Regions from separate parts of the Sus scrofa genome. Here region 2 is linked to region 1. A link is a contact called in public Hi-C data. All regions are on one chromosome and are shown on one strand. Each heading gives the region's core, a stretch centred on a gene start, on an enhancer-like site or on the middle of the called end of the contact. The rest is flanking DNA. Distances are from core to core; before and after follow the strand shown. Region 1 holds the start of NAIF1 (nuclear apoptosis-inducing factor 1). Region 2 overlaps SLC25A25 (solute carrier family 25 member 25).

Evidence for each region. A called contact is a pair of places that touch in the nucleus more often than the background predicts.
Region 2: a contact with region 1 is called in a Hi-C map of liver, with 2.0 times the contacts expected there. The contact joins the enhancer-like site here to the promoter of NAIF1 in region 1. A contact is called at or near these places in 2 of 5 promoter capture datasets (fetal liver and liver), 23 of 47 Hi-C or Micro-C datasets (blood, brain, embryonic fibroblasts and 10 more) and 2 of 2 datasets of contacts at active chromatin or transcription factors (alveolar macrophages and skeletal muscle).

What each region holds. Positions count from the first base shown.
Region 1 is chr1:268,530,265-268,532,964 of Sscrofa11.1, reverse strand. It overlaps NAIF1 (nuclear apoptosis-inducing factor 1), which reads left to right and starts at 1,437. Exons shown (of 5, transcript XM_003480616.4): 1 at 1,437-2,700. The coding sequence starts at 2,402. It overlaps SLC25A25 (solute carrier family 25 member 25), which reads right to left and starts at 1,213. Exons shown (of 11, transcript NM_001164510.1): 1 at 1,092-1,213; 2 at 960-1,089. The coding sequence starts at 1,213.
Region 2 is chr1:268,564,070-268,566,839 of Sscrofa11.1, reverse strand. The region is part of intron 2 of SLC25A25 (solute carrier family 25 member 25); the gene reads right to left. Among named protein-coding and RNA genes, the nearest start is that of PTGES2, 26 kb to the left of the region's middle. Within about 2 kb of position 1,294, at least 54 of the 83 cell types and tissues checked have an H3K27ac peak or open chromatin away from gene starts, as enhancers often do. A contact at or near this core is called in alveolar macrophages, brain, embryonic fibroblasts and 7 more, where this site is marked.

The DNA.
Region 1 (2,700 bases), core at 188-2,687:
AACAGGTTACTAGGTAAAGGGCTCATTAGTTTTCCTCCAGGTTTATAAATCGGGCTAAGCCATAATAGATGAACCATGTGGAAAAGGACAGCCACAGCTACAAAGTCAGATGGAGAAACATACCATGAGAGACAGAAGGGAGAGAAACAGCCTCTGCTTGAGGTTTTTAATACTGAAAGGACAGCACTTCTTGTCTGCCCTTCCTCCTTGGCTGGGAGCCTATTGGAGGACAAGAGTAACAATACCCCCTCCTGGGTGGGTCACACTTTCACTTTTAGGAAGGATTTCCCCCTAATTCTTTCATTCTAATCTGCAACCCTGTAAGAGATCACAATTCCATCTTCTGAATCAGCGTGTCCACGGGATGGCTCTAACTCCTGAGAATCATCAGTTCTCAACACCCCCAGATTCATCAGAAACCCCAGTTTCTTTTTTTTTTTCTAACTTCCACATGCTTCTGAGAGGAACCAGATCAGGGCCCACAGGCGGCATGGAAGGGAGCGGGAGAGGCGAGTGAGGGGTGTCCCTGGAGGAGGATGGATGAAACCATTAATGAAGGGTAGAGGGGAGCATCAAAGCTTACTCTTGAGGTCAGAAGGTGACATAAGGCAAACTTTTGAGATTTGACCTTCTACTTTGGGGAAAGCCCGACCAGAAAGGGGCTTTTCTACCATCAGAATGTCCAGAGAGTGCCCACCTGTAGCCAGGAGAGCCTTTCCTCCTGGCCCAAGAGCCCACAGAGGTCAAGAAGGAGCTCCACTCCCACCAGAAAATGGGGTGCCATCTGTCACCAGGGGGTCCCAGCCCACCCGAGAGGTCATCCACCAAGACAACCAAGCTCCAAGGGATTGCCCAAGAAGGCGATGGTGCAGACCAGACCTGTCACCTGGACCTCCCGAAGGTGCTGGGGAACGAAGGGAGTCCCCTCCCCGCCCACGCGGACAGAGCTCATTGCCTACCTGGAGCTCGCCCTCAGTGCGGTGCAGTCCCAGGCGCCGAAGCCCCACTGCTAAGTCGTTGACACACAAGCCGCCGTCGCGGTTGACGTCGAGAGTCTGGAAGAGGCTCCACAGGCGCAGCTGGTGGTCCGGCCCCCGCAGACGGCGCCGCCGCACGGGTCTACAGACGCCGGCGACGAGGCGGACGAAGAGGCGGTGGCGGCGGCGTCCGGCGGCGGGGAAGCCACGCAGCGGCACAACACACTGCTCACCATCGGGCGCGAGGCAAGGGCAACGGGCCGGCGGGGAGAGCACGAAAGATACGCGGGTGTCCCCAGACACTGAGCGCGGGCTCAGGGATGCCGGCAAGCTGGCCGGATGGGCGGCTTCCGGGAGCCCGGCCCCGCCTCTTGCCGCCTGGATGGTCACGCCCCTAGGCACGACGCCCGCCACTCATAGACCGGACGGCCACCTAGAGAGGCGGAGCCTCCCCAAGAACTGCCCACGCGGCCCTGGACTTACCCAGATCAATGGAGAGGGCGGGCGATCTCTGCTCAGCCAGGGGCCGATTCAAACTGAGGGAGGTGGGGATTGGCTGGGTCCGGCCGAGAGAGGAAGTCACGCTGTGATAGGCACAAGTCTTGTGATTGGCAGGCAGAAGGCCCCGTGTCATATTTCCATTGAGAAACGTGGTTTAGATGAAGGAATCGTAAAGATTGGAGGAGCTGTCCTATTCGTAGAGATTGTAATATCCGGTGAGAAGTAGGATTTACGTGAGGAGCAACTGTGAGATGCGCTTGCAAGGCAGAATTTGCGCACCTGGATGGAATTAAAAATTAATTGGCCAACATCTCAGGCCGCAAGCACTAGAGATCCTCAGGAGGCCGAGTTTTGGTAATCTAACTCCCTAAACCACAAATAAAAGAGCTGAATTTAACGGCGCAAAACTCGTAAAACTGATGATTGAACGACATGACTATTTTCCAATGGAAATGAATTAAGGCTAGGTTGGGTGGCGCGCTCCGTAGCGACAGACACGCCTTTAGACCAATCATCAGGCCAATTTCAGTAAATAGGCGGGCCCTTGGTTGAATGACAGATGGAAAGAACCAGTGAGCGACGTAATCTGTGAGCCTCGGCCAACCGGGAGGGTGGGTCCCCTGGAGAAGCTCTGGGAGGCGGGAAGAGGGGAAGTGGGCGGATCTCCGCACATCCCGGCGGAAGAGGCAGATTCAGGAAGCCATTACGCAGCTGGCTGGCAGCGGCTGAGCGAGTCGGAGCTGGGCCCTACGCAGTTTGCGTAACGAGGGGGGTTACCAAAGGCCTGGTGCTTGGCCTTGGACAAGCCCAGCCTATCCTCTGTAGGAGGGGGTGGGTGAGGAGCGAGGCTAAGGGAGAAGAGAAGGGGAATTTGGGCGGGTAGGGGATTATAATTTATTTAAAAGGCGGGGTGGGGAGAGGCCATGGCTGTCCCAGCCAAGAAGAGGAAGATGAACTTCTCTGAGCGAGAGGTGGAGATCATCGTGGAGGAGTTGGAATTGAAGAAGCACCTGCTGGTGAACCACTTCAACGCCGGGGTCCCTCTGGCTGCCAAGAGCGCAGCGTGGCATGGCATCCTGAGAAGGGTCAATGCCGTGGCCACCTGCCGCAGGGAGCTGCCCGAGGTCAAGAAAAAGTGGTCTGATCTCAAGACCGAGGTCCGTCGCAAGGTTGCCCAGGTCCGGGCGGCTGTGGAGGGTGGTGAGGCCCCAGGGCCCACTGA
Region 2 (2,770 bases), core at 45-2,544, 34 kb before region 1:
TCACCTAACATGGTCCAAAGAGCCACCTGGGGGGTGGGGCTGGAATGTGAGACAGATGCTGGTACATGTTCTACCAGCTAACTGCCTGCAGACACAGACACTTGTGCTCCGCCAAGAATGACACCGATTACGTATAGGTTACCACCCTAGATTTATGATGGGGCGGAAATTGAATCTGCATGTCATTTAGGGAGGAGGCGAACACTAGGCGTGAAGCTTGTGGGTATCCAGGTTGCTCTGCCACCAACGCCATCCATGGGCCTTGTTGGGGTGGGTGCCCCTGATACAGACAACCCAAGCATGTGCTCATGCAGCTGATTTCAGATCTTCCAAGTCTGTGCTTCTCCCTCAGACCTATCTCCCTCCTAGGACCCAAATCGCCCTCCCTGCCCCCGCCCCAGGGATACCATCTGAGCTGCACTGCCATCAGGAGCACTGGGGGGGACCGCACAGGGTCTGATTAACAGAAAAGTCAGGGTGTCCTTTAGGAGGCAGGCCACCCCCACAGACTCTAGCTGTCTCCCCAACTTAAAGCAGTGATGATTTCTGCTGCCTCCTACTCCAGAGAGACGCCAGGGAAGGCTGCCCCACTCCTGCCCCTTGGTTGGTTTCACCTAGGGCACAGCCCTGTCACCTCCAACCTCCGAAGCCACGGTTCCAACTCCTGGGGCTCCAACAAGGAGCCTCCCCGCTGGCCTCTCTGCCCCCCAGCTCAGAAAGAGCCCCACAGCAGCCAGACCCGTGCCCCCACATCCTGGCCCCACACTCCTCAGAACCCGCCTCTCCGCAAAAGAATTCCTCTCCATCTCCCACAAATGCCTTCCCTGTAATTCCAGCCTTTCTGGGAAGTCACATGAGAGCCAGTCACGCCCTTGACGTAGCCCTTCAGCCGGCTCTCGCCACGCGACAGCTGCGGGAAAAAAAACCTGGCACGTTCAGAAACAGTGGGGACACGAGAGGCGGCAGGACCCTCTCCCCCGGCTCATCCATTCCCTCGGCCCACCCTGATGCGGCGTACAGACCTGCTTCCACTGGCGGAAGGTGGAGAACTCCTGGGAGGGGATAAAGACACTGAGTTTGAAGATGGATTTCAGCTCGGCGGGAAGCCCCTTGGACTCGAAGTACTGGAACTCGGTCTGAGCTTCCCCATGAGGGGCACATACAGGCACAGGCAAAGCATGCTGGCGGGAGCCGGTTCAGGCGGCGTGCGCACGGGGGAATGCTGCCCAGCCCGGCACACTTGCCCAGGATATGCCGGGGCACGGCTGTCATTGGCTGCCTGAGCCCTGCCCTTTTACTTAATTGAAAAAAGTCGCTCACTGTACTTCCCGCCCGCAGCCAATGAGCACAGGCCCCCGCGAGGAGGTGGAGGCGGCCGGCCGAGTGCGGAGGGATCAGGACTGACGTCACCTGCTCCCCAGTTAACCCTTCGGAGGCAGGCGGCGCATCCGGTCCTGCCTGGGGATCCTGCCCCAAACCTTTACCCTCTAGCTGCCAACCCCTGCAAATAAACAGAGCCTTTGGCTTGTTTTGTTTTTCTTCCACAAGGTCCCCAAACGCGTCACACAGTAGTGGTTTCTCCCCTTAGTAAATCATTCCCAACAGAAAGAGAAGTGGATGGAGGATCGACTCAGTGCTCACGGGTCGGGTGGTTTAGCCATGACGGGAGAAGCTGGTGGGGTCGGGAGTAGGGGGTGCGTCCTGGAAGTGGCTGGAAGGGGTCATTCAACTGCAGGGGGGCTGCCCCCCCGGGGGGCTGCCCCCCCCCCCCCCCCGCGCCGAGCCGGCTGAGCCCTGGACTCAGCTGCCTGGGCCACAGGGCCTTCTAGACTGTTTCAGCTGGCTCTAGGGATCTTTCTCATGCCACCTTGCCCATAAGCACCCCTTCCCCTGAAGGTGCCACCTGGGGACCCCACAAGAGCCAAGGGGCTGACATTGGAGGGGTGGGAAGAGGACATGCTAGGCCAAAGGTCATTGTGCGGGGGGGGGGGGGGGGGGGGGGGGAGGGGGGGGCTCCTCAGCAGCACCAATCTGGGGTCAACCCCGGGCCTCACTTAAGTCCCTCAGACCTAGTCTTTGTGGCCATGTCCACTCAGAACACTCAGAAGTTCAGGGGATTGTAGCTTTCTGGCCTAGAACTGTGCTGCTCCATACAAAAGTTTTTCAACTTTAAATGGATTACAATTAAAGGAAACTAGGGAGTTCCCTGGTGGCCTAGCAGGTTAAGGATTCAGTATTGCCACAGCGGTGGTGCAGGTTCGATCCCTGGTCAGGGAACTTCTGCATGCCGTGGGCATGACCAAAATAAATAAATAAATAAATAAATAAATAAATAAATAAATAAATAAAATAATAATACAAAAGTAAATGAAAGGAAAAATTCATTTCGGAGTTCCCGTCGTGGCACAGTGGTTAACAAATCCGACTAGGAACCATAAGGTTGCGGGTTCGATCCCTGGCCTTGCTCAGTGGAGTAAAGATCCGGCGTTGCTGTGAGCTGTGGTGTAGGTCACAGACGTGGCTCGGATCCCGAGTTGCTGTGGCTCTGGTGTAGGCCAGTGGCTGCAGCTCCGATTAGACCCCTGGCCTGGGAACCTCCGTATGCCGCAAGAGCGGCCCAAGAAATGGCAAAAAGACAAAAAAAAAAAAAAAAAAAAAAAAAAAAATTCATTTCCTTTGTCACATGGCCATATTTGAGATACTCAACAGCCACACAAATTCCCCATATACATCTCTATCATCATGGAAGGTTTACTGAGCAACACCGCCC